Linked DNA regions of Mus musculus: all the other regions are linked to region 4. Evidence: chromatin contacts called from public Hi-C and targeted proximity ligation data. All regions are on one chromosome and are shown on one strand. The core of a region is the stretch at or near the end of the contact, and the rest is flanking DNA. Distances in the headings are between cores, read along the strand shown.

Region 1 (5,202 bases), core at 2,223-4,722, 250 kb after region 4:
GATTACTTGTCCCATCAGCCTGATGAGCAGATACTTATAGGACTTCCTGGGCCAGGCACATTGTGATGTGAAGATTTTTTTTTTTAAAGAGGCTCACAGTCTATCAAGACTCACGCAGGTGCTAAGTCTTAGCGATGGGGTTTCTCTCGGTACTTTTGGCTCCAGAGCTCAGGCTTCCGTTCTTCACCGGGCCCTATTCTCTCTCACTGTATTCCCATTTATGGTGTCCACAGGAGCTACGGTCATCACCCAGGATCCATGGAGGGGTGGCTTTCATTCTTCCTTACAAACCACAATCTGTAGGTGCATAAACCCCTCACGTAAGATGAGGTGGGGTTTGCATGTAATCTATACACATTCTCATCTATAGTTTAATTTCTAGATTGCTTATCATACTGATAAACCTGGCCATGTTATAAATAGTGGTTATATTGTATTGTTTAAGGAGTGATGACAAGAAAAAGGCAGTGCATGTTTGGTATAGATATAATTGTTTTTGCATTTTTCCTATAACAGTTGTTTAAATCCACACACAGATGCGGCAACCACAAATTGGTAGGGCCAACTGTGTATGGGAGAAGGAATATTGAACCTTAAAAGATGTTAAGAAATAAATGATTAAATGTTACAAATGCTGTAGGTAGGAAAGCTAACTTAAAAGTATTGGGATGCTGGAGAACCAGGTAGACACTGTGATGTTGGAGTCGGAGATTCTCCAGAGGCTGATCTGGGGACCACTGTGTCTGTTTTCCCTTGAAGCTCCCTCAAAAAGCAGACTGATGCTCAGCACATCTCTGTGGTTGGAGTCAGGAGGATGCATTGGTAGCTAAGTCCTTCGGGCATTTTTGCAGATGGGGAAGCTGGGACACGCCTCTCTCCCACACCTTCAGTCCCTATCAAAGCCGAGACAAACAACAACAGCAGCTGCGGCTTGCCTGGGTGCTCAGCTGGGCTGCCACTCCTGGCACACTGTCAGGGAGAGTCATGAGAAGGGACAGAGGTTCTGTTTAGGACCCCTGTGTGTGCCTGTGAACATGCTGAGGCAGCTGTGAATAGTTCTATCTCATAGATGAATGACTAGGTCTGTGCTGGTGCCAGAGTCAGACCTGGGCATATGCATTGCTTTAGCTGTGTCCTTCAAAGCTGGTGTTTACAACAGTCTAGATTCTCCTTACAGATACGAGGTCTTAGTGAGGATTTCAGGATTTGGTGAAATTGATAAAACCTATTAATTCCAGCAATTATCAGAGGAGGAGAGGTCAGATCAAGGAAACACAGGGTGTACCTCAGTCTCACATTGGGCGGAGAAGCTGGGATTTGGAATCAGGTTTCTGTCTATCATGGGACCATCTTCTTTACAACCATCTATGCATTCCAACAATGTCACCATTCTTTGTATTCAACATCTGGTGTGTGCAGACTGTCACACAAATCAGACACGTGATCCTCTTGAGTGGTCTCGCTGTATCCCCGGAGTCCACCACTACAGGCAGCCCTCTGAATCCATGGCTTCTGTGAATTCAAAATGCTCAGATAGTACAAACAAACAAAAAAAATCCAGGAAAAATTGCATCTGTAATGAATGTCAATTTTTTCAAAACTGTGAAAGTGTCATTGTGACAGTGAGTTAGGTGTGATGAACAATCCAGAAGTGACTTAAGGGTCACAGGAGAATGTGCACAGGTCATATGCAAATGTATTATCATTATATAAAGACTTAGCATTTAGCCAAAATTCGTTCAGTGAAGGGGAGATGGAACCTGTAGAGGACATCTCCAGTGGATAGGCATGACACCCAGTCAAGGGACGGGGCCACCCACCCATCTCAAAGTTTTTAACCCAGAAATGTTCCTGTCCAAAGGAAAGACAGGGCCAAAAAAAACCAAAACAAAACAAAAAAACAAAACAAACAAAACAAACCAAACAAACAAACAAAAAAACCCCAACCCAACCCAAACCAAACCAAAAAACCAAAAAAACCCAAAAAACCAAAAAGCCAAAAATGGAACAGACACTGAAGAAAGGGCCATCTGGGGACTACCCCATGAGGGGATCCATCCTGTCTGCAGACACCAAGCTCAAGACACTGTTGCTGGTGCCAAGAGGCACTTGTTTGACAGGAGCCTGGTGTGGCTGTTCCCTGGGAGGTTCAGCCAAGAACTGGCCAATGCAGAAGTGGATGCTTGGAACCAACCATCAGACTGAGCCAACCACTGAGCTGTCCCAGTGAGTTTGCTGGTGGAAGGACTGGAGGGGTGGAGAGGGATTGCAACCCCATAGGAAGAAGAGTGTTGGCTGGCTGGACCACCCAGTAATCCCAGGGACTAGACCACCAGCCAAGGAGTGTACAGGGAGGGATCCATGACTCCAGATACATATGTAACAGAGGATGGCCTTGTCTGACATCAATGGGCGGGGAGGCCCTTGGGCCTGTGGAAGTTTGATGTTCCAGCATAGGGGAATGCTGGAGTGGTCGGGCAAGAGTAGGTGAGGAGCACCCTCATAGAGGCAAAGGAGAGGCAGGAGAGGGTGGATGTGGGAGGGGCATTTGTGGAGGGGTAGCTGGGAAGTGGGATATCATTTGAAATGCAGACAAATAGAATAATTAATAAAAATAAAAAGACTTGAGTATTCACAGAAATGACCCTGGAAAATCCATGGATCCCAATGGATTAACAAGGTAGGTGCTTCACAGGGTCAAGAACTAATTATTGATGCCTTTATAATGTCGTTCTATTGTGAAGGTGAGAAAGCTTCTCCATCTTGTCCCAGCTGAAGCCATCTTTGGCTCCCTCACCCCCTGCTATTAGAAGTCCCGTGGGAAAGCACCCAACCTTGTTTTAGAAACTCGGGGTTGAAATGCCCTAGCTAACGGCATGCTCTTGACTCTTGGTAAACTGCTTGTTAAACTTGCTTCCCTGCTGGCAAACCAGGATATAGTTTTTCTGTGTTCTTTAATTTTGAAAGCTCCCTGCAATGCGCTTTCAGGGCTGCCTTTTGGGAAGCGTTTCTCTTCAGGCCGTCCCCAGCCTGCTCAATACAGACTCCCAATTCAAATTTTGGTCATGCCGGGTGAGTGGTCCTTGGGTCTTTACCAGGTAACACTATTACTAAAATACCATTGAACAGCGACTGTACCAGTAATAGCTGTGTTAGTAGCAGTGCTTGTCACATGATGAGAATTGGGTAAGCCAGGGGCTATGGCTGGTGAGACTAAGTGGTAAACTCTACATTCCGTTGCTAACATCCCTTCATTCTCGGTGGCTGAACAGTTACTTAAGCTTTGATGCGAATCGTGTTGTTATGGGGAGCGTGTCTTCTCAACAAACAGCGACTTGAGGACCCTTCCATTTTGTGAACGTCGTTAACTAAGGAGCTGTTGAAGTCATCGTGGAAGGGGAAGAGAGAGTGTGGCAATAGGTCAGAGGCTGTGACAGCACCCATCGGTCAGCATCCTACTGAACTAACTGCAAGGGAGATCCAGAGATGTGGTCTCGCGTGCTTGGGGAAAAGAGGAAACAGGCTTGGGGAGCGTCTAGAAGCTTCTGCCATTGTGCAAGCAGTAGAGGGAGATTGTACGCTTGGAAGTCTAACTGGAAGTCATAGACTGGAGGGGCGTGCTGGCAAACAGGGTGGAAATCAGGGGAGGTAGTTAGCCGGTACCAGCCAAAGCTAATCTCAGGTCAGCAGTGCAGTGTTTGTGCTCTTAGCTCTCTCATCCTTGGGGGTTGCGCTGCTTACACTGAGAAGGCATCTGAGAATCTGACAATTGGTAAAGGGCTAGAGGCAGACATTTATAAGAAAGGAAATAACTTGAGAGAAAACGTGTGGATAGTGCGGACCACCGCAGTTAAGAACTCTTTTTTCCCCCCGCGTAGCCCTATTTGTCTCCCCCTGGTGGCCATTATAAGCAACCATAGTTCCCTTCCCGGAGCTTAGCTGCTTGAGCAAGATCAAGTTATTCATCTCCTCAGTCACCCGAGCATCCTTGATGTCAGACTCCCAGCAGTTGACAGTTCTAACAGCAGCTCTTGGTGATGGTTTCTGAGGAGCAACAGTGATGTAAAAACCCAGCATAGAAACTCAGGAGACTCATTTGACTGCCTTCTGTCCATCTAGAGCAGTGGTTCTCACCCTTCCTAGTGCTGTGACCGTCAATTCAGCTCCTCATGTTGTGCTGATCCCAACCACAACATTATTTGTGTCGCTACTTTGTAGCTGTAATTTTCTACTGTTATGACTTGTAATGTGCAGGATATCTGGTGTGCGACCCCTGTGAAAGGGATGTTCGGTCCCCACAGGGCTTGCCACCCATAGGTTGAGAACTACTGATCTAAATTTTTCAGAATTCAGAACTTTTCCTTCAGTGACGCTGACAGATGCCCTTCACCTTTCTGTGTGATTTTTTTGGGGGGGGGGGAACAAATCATCTAAGGATGGAGACGTTTGCACTTTCTAGGTGCCTTTGTTGACGCCCCACAACCTTAATCACCTCATCATATGGGTGTGCACTAAAACAGGGAGGCCAAGTTTTCAGATGAGGAAACTGAGGTCCAGAGAGCCTATGTGACTTGTTGAAGGTGCCATTGCTCTTAACGTGTCAGAGCTTGTGCTAGTGCGATGGCCACAAGACGCTTTCTTTCTTCACACGGTGTTGTACCAATCATAACCACAGCTGTGAGGGAGGTGTTTTAAGGTCCTCTCAGCCATTCTGGCCCAGATGGCCTATGGTGTTCACACTAGTGATCTCTGGTGTGGTGGAGAAAGCACACATCGAGCGACTGCATCTTTTAAGTACTTAGATTTTTGATATGTCACTCTTGCCTTGCCAGATCTTCTTCTTTTATTTTTGCACAATGTGTTTAATCATCATGTACCACTGTGGGCATTTTCTAGGCTAAATTTAGATGACTGAAGTCCCCGCCCAGAACCCTCACCATCCTTTAAATAACCTAGATTATTTTGAAAAGTTCCAGCCAGGCTCCTGGCTTTGGGGGAACAAATAAAAAAAGATATGGGCTGTGTCCTTGATTGGGAGAAAGCCGACCTGTAGGGCAGTTGGGAAAAGCGCTGGATCGGGGGTGGGGTGGGGGTGGGGCTAGTGGGGTAGAGTGGAGTTGGGTGGGCGGGAGCGGAGCCGAGCGGGGCGCTGAAAACCTTGTTGAGACATCAAGACCAGTCCTGATGTAGAGAAAAGAGGAA
Region 2 (5,043 bases), core at 1,036-3,535, 170 kb before region 4:
CCACACTTTGACCTCGTGCAAGATATTTAACTACTGTGAGCTATCTATTCCTCACATCTGTGAAATTGAGATAAAGTTGCTTTTTTAAACTTAAGGCTTTGGGCCACTTGGAGTTAAAAGTGCAGATGTTCACTAGCAATAGCTACAGCCCTCATCCCACCCTACCTTAGGGATGGACTTTGTTAGCTGAGCACTTAAAAACGTTGTCTAAAATGGCACCCTCAATATTTACTTCATTAGATGCTCCCCTAACATCTGAGAAGCTTTCTTCCCAGTGCTTACTTAGCACAGTGTGCCATAAGCTCTTCTGACTAGTAAAGAATGCCTGGCTCCCCAGCTAGACCCACACCCCGTGAGAGCAGTAGGAGCAGTTACTTTGTTAATCCATAAGTCTTCCAATGCCTAGGACAGGTTCATGTGTAAAAGATATTCAGTAAATCACTACATTACTGAGTGGATGAATACATAAACCATATATGTTTCTTTAAATATTGTCAAAAAGGATTTCTCTAAAACAAACAAGCAAACAAATTCTGATAGGTGAGATTAGCATTTTCATGTGTTCTCTCTGGAAAATGAGAATCCTCAAGCCATATACTGAGTGCACCAGTGTTCCTGTTGTTCCCAGTATTAGAGTGGGTATGGTGCCATGAGCAGCGTACTCGGGTGATTTTTCAGCATCATGAGTGCTTACATGCACTGAGCAGCAGATGCTTAAAGGTGGTAAGCTACCTTACTTGGCTGCCATCTTTGGGTGTATCCTAACAGGACTGATCATTAAAACCAGATCAATAGCATACCTACATATTTGGCCTTACTCTTTCTCAATTTTTATCTAAGCACCTTGAAGGAGGAAAGGTGTTCATGTCTGATTGGAACTGCTCAGTGGTGGTGTTACAACACCTTGGCAAACTGTAAAGTCCACTTGGTGTGTCATAGTGAACCACAAGGAAGTACTTTTTTCTCCAGGGTTTAGTTAGAAGTCAGACTCTTGCTAACTAATGATGCTTGAAAACATATCAAACTATAAATAATTTGGTCCGGTAGATTATACAACAGAAGTTGGCATGAGATAAGGGGGACAAAAGGTCTGTGCTGGCCATCATTAAATATATATGGATATTTCTTAAGCATGGAAGCAGTATAGGAAAATATAAATTATAGCATATCTCCATATGTGCATGTAACAAGGGTATCTACAGTGAAAGCACAGAGATTCTCTATTGAAACACCTTTTTTAAAAAAAAGATTTATTTATTTATTATATATAAGTACACTGTAGCTGTCTTCAGACACCCCAGAAGAGGGTATTAGATCTCATTACAGATGGTTGTAAACCACCATGTGGTTGCTGGGATTTGAACTCAGGACCTTCGGAAGAACAGTCAGTGCTCTTAACCACTGAGCCATCTTTCCAGCCCCTGAAACACCTTTTAATAAAATTTTTACCAAGTCCTTTTGCTACATCTAGGTGGAGGCAGTGTTGGCTTATATTGGTGTACCTGTGTATGATGAGTTTGTTTGGTGGTATGTCATAAATGTGGGCCAACATCCATAAATGCTTCAGTGCTTCGCAGAATGCCTAGCGTTCTGTCGGGTCTCAGTGCCTGTTTGTTGAAGGAGTGTTCTGAGGACATTTGAGGCAGTCTCTGTAGATTTTTAGGATTAGCCAGGTCCCATAGCTTTTTTATTGAGCTGACCACAAATTAGAAATTAGAATACTGAATCTTCTTACTAAGCAGAATAAAAGCAAACTGTTCCGCTAATATATGCTAAGTGTGCTTAACTTTTAAAGGAAGACTGGAAAGCATTGGGTGTTTTTTATTTACCTAACTGGTCATCTGAAAGTCAATCAATTTATCTGAGACTCTGGGTTCAGTTACAAGAATGACTAATTTTATACTAGATTCTCACATGATTCAAGAAGTGTGTGAATGACTCAGACCATTAATATCTTTCACTCCTGTGATCTCCCCTCCCAGTGCGATGTTGCCTGTAAGGCAGTAATGATAATTGCAGGAGGAGGAGATCTTGACTTTGCCCAGTGGCAATAAAATGACACACTTTTGAGTAATTACATATGCATACAGTATTTTACAGAAGAAATGAGCTATATTATCATCTCATAACTATATTAATATTGTATTTGTATGTTGTGAAAGTAGTGCGCAGTTTCAGTAGAGGTTGAGTTCCACCTTTTGCTTCTACTCGTACCCTCCCCTACTCCCTCCCCAAAAAGCAAACAAACTGGCTTTTGTTCAGTGGAAAGACTTGCCAGCAGAATAAGTAAGTGAGCTCATTGTATGTCCCTTGCTGACAGAGGAAACACTGCAGTCACAAGCGTCCAGGTTTGAGTGTTAGTTAAAATGTAGCTAAGTGACCAGAGAGATGGCTCAGAAGGTAAAGGTACTTGCTACCAAGCCTGATGACCTGAGTTCAGTCTCCCAGACCCTCACAGTGGAAGGGAGAAAACAATACCCAAAGTTGTCCTTTGGCCACTTTACATGGTCAGTGTAGCATGTACATGCCCACATGCATACAAATCAATAATAAAATAAAATGCAGCTAATTACTCACAATTGAGGTTTGAGCCTAAACTGAGCAGCTCATTGAAGACTGTTTGGTGATTTGTGTGTTTTCTGCATTACTGCCTCATCTTTTTGAAATGAATCATTGAATAAGGTCTGGGTATTTGGCATGAGCTTCTGTGCTTTGCGCTACTCTTGCCAGAGTCCCAGATGACTCACACTGAGTCGGATAGGCACTTCTCAGTCTGTGTTTAGCTCAACCTCTCTGAGACATTTGACACATCTAAAACATTTCTTCCCAAAATTTTGGGGTACTTGCTTTTGTTGCCTTGTTAACTCTTATGGGTTTTTAACTCTTCTAGCTGCCTGTTAAATGTAATATTCTCCAAAGTTCTATCCTAGTCGTCTTTGTGCTTCCACTTATTCAGTCTCCTTGGTGATCTCATTCATTTCCATGGTTTCCATTAAAATCTATTCGTGGAGGCCTCCATGTGGGTGTCTCCAGTCTTAACAGTGTAGACCTGCGAATCCAGCCTCCTTGCAGATCCGCCTCTATAATGATAATCACAATAATAATCATGACAACAATAGCAGCTTCTTATTATAGAACACTGTGTCAGGTGGCTAAGGGCTTTATTGCTTTGTTCCATTTATTTTGAGCAACTATGAAAAATTAATACTGTTATTTTCTACCACTATGAGTGGAAATTGGTGTTGGATGTATAAAGTGCCTTTTCTAAGATCATAGCAGAGTTTTATATTCCAAGATCAAATTTTTAATCTTAACACCTTAGATTAGCCTGTCCAGGTGGATTCTATATTGTCTTCTTGTACACACATACCTTCTATTGCCCTCTGCTGTACATGAAAGGACACTTGAGAGCTGGAAATGGAATTCGATGGTCCATCTCTTCCCTAGCCTGAGACAGATCCTGGGTTTATCCCAAGCACTAGACATTCAAATTCTGCAGGCACAGAAGCACTGTGTTTACTTATTGTTGCTTGGTTTTTTGTTTTTGTTTTTTCAGACAGGATCTTAGTCAACATACCTTGGCTTTAAACTGTGTGGCCAAGGGATGCCCATGAACTCCTTGATCTTCCTGCTTTCACTTTCTCATACTGAGATTTCAGGGCCAACATGAGCATGCAACCATGCCCAGTTTCAAAATTCACACACACACACACACACACACACACACACACACACACACAGGGGGGGGGTGAGGGAGGGAGGTTAGTTATTTTACAAAGCAGAAAATGTTCCTTGTAAATTGAATTTCTAATTTAAAGTCCATAGCCTGCATTCTTCTGTGCAGCAGCCATCTAGAGCAAATAGCAGCTCTTTTACATCAATTTGCACTGTCTTGGCTATTCCCTAAGATTCTGTACGGATCTTTGCTAATCCAGTTCTGAGCACTCCAGTATGTGGTAAAGACCACTGTTCACAGCTGGGCAGTAGTGGCACATGCCTTTAATCCTAGCACGCAGAAGGCAAAGGTGGGCATATCTGTGAGTTCAAAGCCAGCCTAGTTTACAAACAAGTTCCTGTGTTCCCAGCTCATATCTTCATGATTCTTGATTTTTTTTTCAAGTGCAATCCATTGCTTGCTCTTGGTATTTTCATTTATGTTTCCCTGTTGCTTCTTTCTCTATCTTCAGACATGCTAAAGCAGCTGTGCTCTTGTTGACAGGGAAGAAATCCAACTTTTGATCATCCAAAGTTTAAACATAAGTAGAGTTTTGTTGTTTCAACATCACTGAAGTATATACTTCTGGCCCCTAATAAAGAAATGACAAAAATCTAAGCTTACCAGAGATTGTCTGAGACCATAGCCTGAAGTAGAACCAGGTCTGTTCCAAGGTCCATGCCATGTTACCTATCTCACTTGAAGCTGCTGTCATCCTCTGTACAAATGACATGACTGCCTCTGCTTCCCATGACTTGGTTCCTGCTGCTTGGCTCCTCCTTCCCACTACAGTCTCAGAATTCTCTTAGTTCTGGCTAGCCTGGCAAAAGAAGAAGGGAGGGAAAGGACCAGGAGCGAGGAATGCCACAGAAGGAAGGAACAGTTTTTCTCAAGATAATACTTGTTTTAGCAAAAGGGAAACAAAGCTCAAGGTAGAAATCATTGAAGGCAACACTGAGCGTCCCTGCCAGGCGCTTACATACCACAGAGCAGCTACTGACTGCCTAACCTGCTGGCCAAGAGCCGTCTTTCATGCAAGGGTCATCATGATGCTAGCTAGCTCACAGGTGCTCAACCAGTGCCAGGGAAGATGGATTACAAAAATGCCAAATGGGAGATGAGTAAAGGAAGTTATCTTTGCCAAGCCAGCCATAACTACTAATCAAGACGTGCTTGAGATAAAGGGGAAGATGTCTGGTGCAGGCATGTAACCTATGCTACTTGGGAAGCTGAAGTAAGAAGATTCCAGACTTAAGGTCTGCCTGGGCTTCAGAGGGAGTTCAAGGCCAGCCTGGGCCATTTAGTGAGGCCCTGCTTTATAATAAAAA
Region 3 (5,423 bases), core at 2,900-5,399, 170 kb after region 4:
GCATATGGGCATGTACATGTAAGCACGCAAATGCTCAACAGTTAAGAAGCCTTGCTGCTTTTCTTGGAAAAAAAGAGAAAAGCTGTTGCTTGGACCACAGTAACACATAGTTTCTGGAGCTCTTGTTAATTCTTCTGTACTTCTGTGTGATTAGAATGAAAATCTTCACTACACAAAGTGGATAAAAAGTCTCCATCTTCTCTCTTTCTCTCTCTGCTAGGATTGGACCTTTCTTCCCAAACATGGTTTCTTACAGGCATTGATCACTTTTAAATTACAAGATCCTTGGCTCCAGCATATTCCTGTCACAGAAAGGCACTCACACTCAATGAATGAAGCCACACTACTGCCCCTTGCCCTTAGGTCAGAAATTGCCCATCAGTCATGAAGGTGTGAGCACACCCAGGTACTGTGATCCACTGCACACTGACACTGGTAAGCAACCGAGAAATCTTTCATACTGAAAAAAAAATCTTTCATACTGTTTTTCTTTTTTAAGACTGAATAACAAATCACTTAAAATATAGCAGCTTCAAACAAGATCTAGTGTTCTTCCAAACGTTTTTTTTTCTGTGTGTGTGGTAGTCACAGCTAGTTGGTTAGCTGTCCTCAGCTAGAGGTTACCTGGGGTGGACATAGCCAAGATGTCTGGTTATCTCCAGACTCAGTCTCCCCAGATACCCTCCCATCATTATAGTGAAATCCAAGCTTCTCCACAGCTTGAGGGATGGATTCTAAGATGGGGAGAGAGCTGCCCAACCTCCTGGAGCCAGCTCAGTCATTCTAGAACACTGTTTCTGCAAAGTTTATTTGGGCCAAGTAGGTCTTAAGATTCAAAGGGAGAGAAAAAAGAGTCCCCGTCCCCCCCCCCCCCCCCCCGCTTGTGAGGTAAGGAACAGATATGTGCCAGATATGTGCACAGAGACCGGACAGGCTGTTGGTGACTAGAGGAGAGACTACCACAAAGATGCCAGCAGGATCCTCAGAGTATCCTCATTTGCATGAGGATAGCTGCTGAGGTTTGGTTGTGGTTTGCCTACCAGCAAGATGGGTTTACTTCCCAGGTAGTGGAAACCACAGGGTGCCAATGCTAAAGCTGTGGTTATGTCCTGGTTTTGACCAGGCCATTGCTTAACCTCTTGCTTTGTCCTCCAGGTGATGCCGCAAAGCAGTAGAGAGTTGAGATGACCAGTGTAGGGAGCACCACCAGTGGGTGGCAGGACCAGGGGTGCTGTTGCCCCATGATTGAGGAGATGATTATTGTGCAAAAAATATGCAGATTTTCCACCTAAATTATGGGATGATTCACAGAGTCTTCCTGGACCGCCATCCCTTTGTTTGGCTTATGTGGACAACAATGTCTACTTTATGCAAGAGAAGAGATAGTGGCAAGCTGCATCACGTTAGAGTCAGACCACCACAGTTTGCACCCTTGTGCTTCAGCCGTGTCGCTTTCTAACCATATTCTTCTTTGAAAAACAGCTAATTGCTCTGATTTTCTGTTAAGGAGAGAAAATAATATTCAGTGTCTATAGAGTCATACAAATTTGATGTGTTTAAAAGGAACGAGGCATCTGTCCTTTTTAAAATATTGTTTTAACACTGGATGTGTGATTCACATGTGGCCAGTAGCTTAAGTTTTCAGCAGCCCTTATTAGAACACTCAAATGGGCCTGTGCTACCTAGAGGCTAGCACATTCTTTATGCAAATGGTGGCTATTGTTTCTGGGAAAATGGGTTCTTTGCTCATTTCTCCCCTTGTCATATTTGCACTGGAGGAACGATGGAGCAAACACCTCAGTTGTTTCTCCCTTTAGCTGCTCTTCTGAAAGCAACAAATGTCTAAAGTTGCTTCCAGTTTGTTATTTGCTGCGGGCGGAGAGACTCTCTGTCAAGTGGTGATATAGGCTTTGTCCTCCTTCCCTGATTTGTGGCTTCACTCCCTGCTCCCACATGAACACCGGGGAAGAGTGCACCTTGTTCTTTGTCTCCAGTTCATCTCTCTTTAGACAGATGAGCATCGGATCCCAATGAGATTGGAGCCTCACTCCAACAGCTACTGGCTGTCATGATGTTAGTTCAGCTCTCATCTGTATCCTGGAAATAGCAGCAGTGTCTGCCTACATATTGAGCAATTAAATGAGGTAATATTAACCAGAAGAGTTTACGTGGCGCCTGGTGTATAGCAAGGGGCAACTATAGTGAGCAGGTTGAAGCAATTAGTAGGCACATTCAAATTCAAAGACCCAGTTAAAAAGCTGCTTTCTTCTAGGAAGACTTCCCAAGCTGCTTCCGGTGAAAACCGAGCACTTTCTTCCCACTCTCTCTCTACCATTTTTGTAGATTTTTCTATTTTCACACTGGATTGGTCCTCACTGTGAGCTCAGAGTTTGTGCCTCTGGTCTGTACCAGGTCTAGACACAGAGTAGAGCTAGCGTCTGTCTCACTGTTTACTAGTGTGACCAGGGCACCTCCTCTCACCAAGCTTGCAGATGCCCTTTGTGACTCTTTTGCCCCTATAAGGAGCTTAGACGATTCTTTAGTTTGACTTCACTTGTAGTGGTGACTCTTGGGGCTGGAGAGAGACTTTGGTCACTATCATGGAGTCGTGTCTCCTTCTGAAGTTCGGAGGTCAGAGCTCAGAGCTTCGGTTCCTTAGCAGAGTGCAGTAGGCTCACTCTCACCATTGTTGGGATTAGCCAGGAGCACTGGTGTTAAAGCAGATAGTAGGCTCCCCCAGTCAGGGTTGCTTTCCTCTGGCTCTGCCTCCAAGCAGTTTCCTAGCCTTGAAGTTCACTACAAGCGCTGCAGGCACTCTTTTAGGAGGTCCTCGCTACAGACGTGATGTGCACACTTAGTCTTTTCAGTCTAAGGGTTGCCTACTGGGTGTACCACAATTCAGTTAGCATCCCGAGAAGGGTAGGTGTGAAACCAATGCTCCCCTTCTCCACTGGAAATCACAGTGTGTTCTTATCTAGAAATTCCACAGAGATGCTCCCCACCGTGGTCCGAGGACAGGAGGAAAACCATCTGTGAGCAGTGAAAATTGATCCAGTCTCAGAGCTCCTGACATCCTCTTGGATCCTGGGAAAAGCTGAGAAAAAGAATCCGGAAGACTAGCTCTTTCAGGGCTCAATGGGGGTGGGGGTGGGGGTGGGCACTGGCTGCAGTCAGGAATTTGACTTTGGAGCCCTGCATCAAAGAAACTATGCTGTGTCAACAGTGATGCTCGATGTCAGTGAGAATTCATGACAGAGTGGTAGAGAAAACTCATGGCAGCTGTAAATCTAGTCACACACCAGTCCCTTCTGGCCTGGTGCCTTCAAGGGGGGGGGTGTTAGGGGATGGCGGGGGTGGGGGTGGGGTGGGGGGGGATGGCGGGGGACTCGGTTTGGCTTTTATTTGGCTTTCCACAGGGCTTCGGAATAATTTGCTGGGTAGTGAGGAAACCTCTCCGCAGTGCATTCTGAGCTTACTGCGTCCATGCAGGCAGGTGCTTGGGGAGATTAATTAGGAAAATAAGTGGAATGTGATTGCAGTTGGGCTCCGAGTTTACGGAGCACTTGGTACCAGGGAGACTAATCACCCCAGAGGGCATTGTGAAATTCCGAGGAGATGCAGGCTTCATTAGCTTTTGTTTGGAGGATTACAGGATGGATGGCTCATCAGAGGGGAGGAGATGGTGATTCCTGGACGTGGAGGTGGCTGCAGCGAGGAACAGGCATGCCTGGGGTCTAGTCAGAAGGCCGCGAGCCCGGGTCATAATTCTGTGGAGCGACGCAATGGGAAAAGATGACAAATGGAAGAGCTGAAGTGACTCACTGAGGGGTTTGAAGTGTAACTCTTGGCTACCTCCGTTTTCTCTGGCTGTGGCTGGGAGGGGACTGGGCTGTCAGAAAGGGCTGTGTTCTTTCTCCAGGGCTCTACAGGCTCAAAGATGGGCCTCTGGTCTGTGCTCGCCAGTGGTGCTATCAGCCTTTCAAACTCCGTATCCACTGGCCGTTCTAAAAAAAAAAAAAAAAAAAAAAGCCAACGCGGCAGCTCCGGGTGGCCAGGATTGCGACACCAAATGTGTTTGTTCCCCATGTTTGTGAAATACCTCAGAGGCACTGTCCCAGTGCCACCTGACTAGTTTTCTGATTGCCACACGGCCCTGGCTCCATCTGGCAATACTCAACTGCGGCTGACTTGATTTTGAGATGTTTGTGGCCTTAGCCCTCGCTCTGCCTGCCCAAGTAAAGTGGGCTTTTTACCTTCCCAGCTTTGAATACCATTTGATGGGTTTGGAATTAGCTCTGCGGGCCTGTGGTGAGCATTGTGGCCGTGGATGGCTTACTCAATCTCTCTGGGCCCTAGCCACTTCCACTGCGTGCTGATAACAATTCCTACCGTGTATGATTGTGAACTACATGTGTGACACCCAGACAGGAGGTCAGGACCTCAGGTCACTAGCAAACTTCCTGCCCTTCACAACCCGCCCCCCCACCCCCCCAATCCCAAGTTGCCGAAAGCAAAGCTGACCTCCCTGATCTTCAAGTTGTTTAAATTCAAACGTACTTTTAATTTTTGCAAATGTATGGTTGTCAAATTTTGCCTGAAAGCAGGCAGTAATTGAAAGCAGTCTGGTTAATAGATACCTTAATGGGAGCCCAGAAACCCCTGAGATGGACTCAAGAATTGCTTTAAGTTCTTAGTAGCACTGCCCTAAAGGGACAAATCCAATAATTATTGAGCTTCTATTATGTGTCATGAACAAAGAAAGTAGTATTGCATGTAATTTTCATTTTAAAAAATTTCCTTAACCTTAAGCAGATAGCGTTACTTTAAAGTACTTAGTTACTTAAAGTACTTAGTACTTACTAAATATTAACTGAACGACCTTTATGTGGTAAGCATTGTTCTATAAAGAACATGCAAGAAACCTGACAGCCAGCCTGGAGACATGACTTACTGAAGGTCACATGAAGCTGTTCCATGGCGGTCCCGATACCATTCTAACCCTTTTAAGTCTTAGCCTAGGATGCTTAGGCACAGATGCAGGCATGCATATATGGGCACCCATAAAACACAGCATACGAACATGTTCATGCATAAAAGCACACCCACAATCACATGCACACACACACATGTACACACACACACACACATATATCATGTCAACATACACATGCTCACATACTAGAACAGCACAGCAAGCAATTGCATCTATATTCCGTTCTCACACATCTGCAAGGACACATGTGCTTGCACACGTTCATATGCACATTCTGCACATCAGAGTATCAAATTTCTGAGAACTCTGGCTCCCAGAAACAGCAGCCTTTACAGATGCAGCCAATGTTTTATCCTCTGTTCCTCTCTTCTTCCTCTTTCCATCCTTCTTTTTCTTCGTCCACCCCTCTTCTACCACTTTTCTTTCTTTC
Region 4 (5,502 bases), core at 214-2,713:
CTCCCAGGCTACTCCTAAGCCCAGTAGCTAGACTCCTGGGGCAATAGGGCCCAGGGTTCTGCACACTTCCCAGGTGACATCAAGCTGTACCTGAATGGACTCATATTTGCTTGATAGAGCCACATAGAGCACAAATATACACAAATAAACACAGCTTCCTAAACATTGTATCCTTTTCTTAAATCTATTTTTTTTCTTTTTCTTTTTCTTTTTTCTCTTTTGGATTTTCCAGACAGGGTTTCTCTGTATAGTCCTGGCTGTTAGAACTCACTTTGTAGACCAGGCTGACCTCGAACTCAGAAATCCACCTGCCTCTGCCTCCCGATTGCTAGGATTAAAGGTGTGCACCACCACGCCTGGCTTATTTTATTTTTAATTAAAATATGATTATGTCATTTCCCTCTCTTTCATCCCTCCAATCCCTCCCATGCCTCCTCAAGTTAATGGCTTCTTTAAAAAAAATATTATTGCATAGATAATAGATAGATAGATAGATAGATAGATAGATAGATGGATTGATTGATAGTCTAACTGAAAAAGCTCAAAAGACTGCAGTGACACACTCCTTTAATCCTACCTAGCACTTGGGAGCCAGAGGAAGGTAGATCTTTAAGAGTTCCAGACCAGTCAAGTCTATAGAGTGAGACCTTTTCTTCGAAGGCAAGGGAGCCAGAATGCGGAGCCGCTGTCCTGTGGTTAGGGGTACTTACTGCTTACAAAGGACCTGGATTTGGCTCCCAGCAACCACAAGGGAGCTCACAACCTGTAATTCCAGATCCAAAGGATCTGACACCCTCTTCTGACCTCTGAGGACACTAGGAACATACACAGTGCCCTTACATATGCAAACAAAGCACACCCATAAAATAAAATAATAATTTTTTGCTGATTTGAGACAGGATCTAGCAGGATCTAACTAGTCTGGAACTCACAGAGATCCATATGCCTCCCTAGTGCTGGAATTAAAAGTAAGTATGTGTAACCACGCCCAGCCACTAAATCTATTTTTTTGAAGATCCTTAGATAAATATGAAATATTGGATATCCCATCTTCTTTTAACTTCTATTTTTGTCTTTTGTTTGTTTGTTTGTTTGTTTTGCTTTAAAAAAATTCCGTATGCATTGAAGGAATCCCTCCCAATTTGATTGATGGATCTCTCTTGGCCAGGTAAGATTTCACTGTATGGCGTGGGCTTGATGGCTCTCTTGAGAGCATCTTTTCCCATCTATCTCCCAGGGCCCAGCCTCGAGTGAGGTCTTGGTGAAGACAACCTTGGTGTCATGCGTGTTGGACGTGTGGAAGCGCAAAGGTGTTATGGTTTGAATGGGAAATGTCTCCTGCGCAGGCCCGAGTTGGAGCACTTGGTTCCCACTCAGTGACAGCGCTTTGGGAGGCTGGCTGGGGGAAGTTTGTATTTTCTGGTTCCCTCCTGTGTTTCCTACTTCCCAATCCAGCCTGGGCGGTAGGAGTCACTGGCACGTGGGCCTGCTTCCTTCCCAGTGTTGTGCTTTCCCGGCCATGGGGGGCAGATACTTCCTGATAAAACTCTCAGCCAGAACAATGCTTTCTTCCCTCGCATCCTTTCTGTCAGAGACGAGAGAAGAAGCTAGTGCTCGGGTTTCATGGAGACCTCCAGTCACCCACCCGCTCAGAGCGAGGCTCAGTTAATATTTGTGTGTGTGTGTGTTGAAGTCTCCAAGACTTTGCTTCCTGACCACCAGTTGTTCAAGAGTCCCCATGAGACTTCTGTCGCCTGTGCCTTATTTGCTTAATTGTTTTGAAAGAGGTTAATTCACTTTTGAAAAGCCTCCTCCTAACTGATAAGACACGTGAAATCACCACAGTTGGTTACTAGGAATACTGGAAGGAACCCCAGGCTTCACGAATGCTAGGTAAGCAATCTACCAAGTTCTAGCTCCAGACAGGCATTTTAAAATGAGACACTTAACATCCTCCTGGCTGTTTGCTGGAGGGTTCTTGCAGGGCTGGGGGCCCAAAACTTCCCTACTCACCAGGGCTCTCCCACAACCCTCCCTCTACGCCCTACCCAGCACTGAAACTAAGAAGTCCCTTGACAGTGCCCCGATTCCAGCAGGAAGTAAGTTTTGGCTAGCCATCAAGCCGTGCTAGACCCCCACCCCCACCCCCACTGCGGCCGGCCAACAGCTCTGACTTCCACAAAGAGTGGTTTGTGCTGACCAATGCATCTGAGTTTCACATGAGAAGTCTGAGCCGGACAAATGCCATGTTGGGGATCCTAGTGTTGCTCGCCCTGGGTCACATCATCAGAGCTCAGTCGAGAGTTCCAGTCAACCTCCTGAACAGTAAACATGAGCTCAACAGCATGTCCCTATCTGTCCCTATCTGCCTGTGTTGAAGCAGGTGACATCCCCTGCCAGCCTTGGGCACTTCACAAGGAGAAGACAGCTTGAGTCCCAGGAGTCCTTGCAGCTACAGATCTATTTCCCCCACCGATCTGTTTGTCTTTGAAGTAGCGTGTGACTTGTAGCGAGCACATGTCAAGGGAGGCTGTATAATGCCAGCCAAGGAAAACAAGCTAAGGGGCGCTGACAGCTGGCTGGCAGCTTATGATTCACCTGAGGACAAACTGAAACCAGGCTCATTTGGAGGGGCTGCCACGGAGGAGGGTGCATGCAAGCCATGGGTGGGCTGTTCCCTGTGGCGCTTGGGGTTGCAACACCACGCTGTAGCTCACTTCAGCTCTATGGAGATGGACACTGCGAAGCAAGGTTTGGGGAAGCAAATTGTTCTTGGAACAGCTGGACATTCAGGGGACGAGTGCCAAGTTCAGTTTCTGACTAGTGGTGACCTAAGCTGGCTTCCATAAGCTTCTCCTCACCCAAGAGCCCTTTAGCTGTGCTTGGAAGAGTGGTCCTCTACTCTGCTTGCCTCTTGGAACTGTATCCAGCCAGGTGGAGTCAAACACCGTACACAGAGAAAGGGCAGAACCTAGGGAGCACAGCTATAATGTCCAGTGGGAGCACTACCCTGCATTTAGAAAGCAGGTGCCCTGAACCTGAGTTTCTGAGGATGTATGAAGACTATTGCAAAGTATCAACTTGCTTCAAAACAGTCAGGATGATGTCATGTGCCTTTAAAATGTCAGATAAGCCGGGCGGTGGTGGTGCACACCTTTAATCCCAGCACTTGGGAGGTAGAGGCAGGCAGATTTCTGAGTTCGAGGCCAGCCTGGTCTACAGAGTGAGTGCCAGGTCAGCCAGGGCTACACGGAGAAACCCTGTCTCAAAAAAAACAAAAAAAAAAAAAAGTCGGATAAATACTGGAGAGCTTGGTACAGTACTTACCTTAGGTTCCTTCAGGAACTTGAGGGTAGGCAGGGAAGAATCAGGACTGGACTGGAGTGGCTTTCTAGCAAGTGGTGCTCCCCCCCCCCTTTTTTTAATTTATTCACTTTACATTCCAGTATTAGCCCCCCCTTTCTCCTCTGAGAAGGGGGGCAGGGCTGGCACATCAAGTCACTGCAGGACTAGCTGCATCCTCTCCCATTGAGCTAGGCAAATGGGATCCACAAGCAGGCAACAGATTCAGGGACAGCCACCACTTCAGGTGTTGAGGGACCCACAGGAAGACCAAGCTACACTTCTACTACATATGTGCAGGGGGCCAAGGTATAGCCCATACTTGCTCTTTGGTAGCTCAGTCTCTGGGAGTCCCCAAGGGTCCAGCTTAGTTGACTCTGTGGGTCTCCTGTGGAGTCCCTGTCCTCTTCATGTCCCTCAGTCCTTTTCCCCAACTCTTCCACAAGACTCCTCAGCTTCCATCTAATTCTTGGCTGTGGATCCCTGTATCTGTTTCTTTTGGCTGCTGGGTGGAGCCTCTCAGAGAACAGTTATGCTAGGGTCCTGTCTACAAGCATAGCAGAGTATCATTAATAGTGTCAGGGATTGGTGCTTGCCCATAGGGTGGGCCTCAAATTTGGTGAGTCATTCCTCGGACATTCCCTCTGCCTCTGCTCTCTTTGTCCCTGCACATCTTCTAGACAGGACACATTTTGGGTGGAAGGTTTTGTGGGTGGGTTGCTGTCCTTATTTCTCCTCTGGGAGTCCTGCTTTGGAAAGTGGAGGCTCTAGCATCCATATCCCCCACTGTCCCCCCTCCCCCCCGCCCCCTTCAATTCCTGTTCTCTCCTCTGCTCTCCCTACACCTGATCCCCTCCTCCTCGTTCCCCTCTCTGCTCCCCTCCCCACCCCCTCTCCCACCCAGTTCCCTCCCTCTGTCCACCTCCATATCTATTTTATTTCCCCTTCTGAGAAGGATTCAAGCATCCTCCTTTGGTCCCTCCTTGTTATTTGGCTTCTTTGGGTCCATGGATTGGTAGCATGGTTATCCTGTTCTTTACAGCTAATAAGTGGTAAAGCAGGTCTTTAGCTCTTAGAAGAAGTTGTGGGTACCTCATCTCTTTCTGGCTTCCATGTCCCAAGATGTGATGTCTCCCTCCTGCTTTATCCACATTGAGGTGACACAGCCAGGGAGAGAGCAGGACCCATTCTGACAATTCTTTTAGTGTCAAGAACTTTGAACTAAATACACTTCTTTGCCTTATAAAATTAGCTTGTCTGAGGTATTTTGCTGTAGTAAAGTAAACAGACAGGTTAATTGTATATAAAAAATATTTTAATAGATTTTATAAATGTATACATGAAATAATAAATGTGCTTTTCCACAAAATGTGATCGTTTTCAGGTTTATTATGAAAGGTCAAATTGTGTTTCCAGGTCAATGGGACTCTTCAAGATACAGTACTCAGGAAATATTTTATGGCTTGACTCGGCAATGAAAAAGAACTGATTTGGAGAAATGGGATCAGCCAACATAAGCCCAGAAGCTGCACCCCAGAAAAAGGGATTAGAAGGACAAAGATCAGATAAATGAGCACACGGGTCTTCTTGGGGGTCCCAGCAGAGGGACCCAAAGACAGCACTGAATACTCAATTTCTGTCTTGAGTCTCCAGGGTCTGTAGAAATGTTAGACGCATCTGGTGGCCCGTTTAGGAAAGAGCGGTGAGGTGAAAACTCTCCGTTTTCAAGAAGATAGGAAAAGAAAAAGAAGGGAAAGAAGAGATGAGATGAGAAAATGGCCGAAGCATAAGAAAAAGGATCCAGGTGCAGGTAAGCCACTGAAAATCTGGAAGGAGGCTGTGCTGAGAGTTAATAAAATTTCCAAATCTGAAAAGGGCCAGCGCGGGGCGGATCCGGGGGTGGGGGTGGGGGAGGGGCTGGACAGACTCGGCTATGACATCTTAGTTACCTTTGTCGTGGAGCGTGGGGAGGGGGGCTGGACGGACTCGGCTGTGACTTCTGTCTAAGTTACCTTTGTCACCGCTGTGACTAAGCACCTGACCGAAGAACTTAAGGAAGGAAGGAAGGAAGGAAGGAAGGAAGGAAGGAAGGAAGGAAGGAAGGAAGGAAGGGTGGGTTTATTTTGGCTCGGGGCTCTGGCAGGGAAGGCGTGGCTACAG

What was found. Hi-C and Micro-C count contacts between places; a contact is called where the count stands out from the background.
Region 1: a targeted proximity ligation map of bone marrow-derived macrophages shows a contact between it and region 4, with 6 times the contacts expected there. A contact is called at or near these places in 5 of 130 datasets of targeted methods (the NIH/3T3 cell line, bone marrow-derived macrophages, embryonic stem cells and 1 more).
Region 2: a contact with region 4 is called in a Hi-C map of bone marrow-derived macrophages, with 28 read pairs. A contact is called at or near these places in 2 of 484 Hi-C or Micro-C datasets (bone marrow-derived macrophages and nephron progenitors) and 3 of 130 datasets of targeted methods (a beta-TC-6 cell line, bone marrow-derived macrophages and embryonic stem cells).
Region 3: a targeted proximity ligation map of bone marrow-derived macrophages shows a contact between it and region 4, with 4 times the contacts expected there. A contact is called at or near these places in 5 of 130 datasets of targeted methods (CD8 T cells, bone marrow-derived macrophages, embryonic stem cells and 2 more).

Annotation. Positions count from the first base shown.
Region 1 is chr15:59,861,394-59,866,595 of GRCm38.p6, forward strand. No RefSeq gene overlaps it. Among named protein-coding and RNA genes, the nearest start is that of Gm36819, 41 kb to the left of the region's middle.
Region 2 is chr15:59,446,191-59,451,233 of GRCm38.p6, forward strand. All of the region lies in intron 3 of Nsmce2 (NSE2/MMS21 homolog, SMC5-SMC6 complex SUMO ligase), which reads left to right. Among named protein-coding and RNA genes, the nearest start is that of Nsmce2, 75 kb to the left of the region's middle.
Region 3 is chr15:59,780,347-59,785,769 of GRCm38.p6, forward strand. No RefSeq gene overlaps it. Among named protein-coding and RNA genes, the nearest start is that of Gm19510, 12 kb to the right of the region's middle.
Region 4 is chr15:59,612,943-59,618,444 of GRCm38.p6, forward strand. Gm36677 (a long non-coding RNA gene) reads left to right here and starts at 5,250. Exons shown (of 3, transcript XR_875371.3): 1 at 5,250-5,502.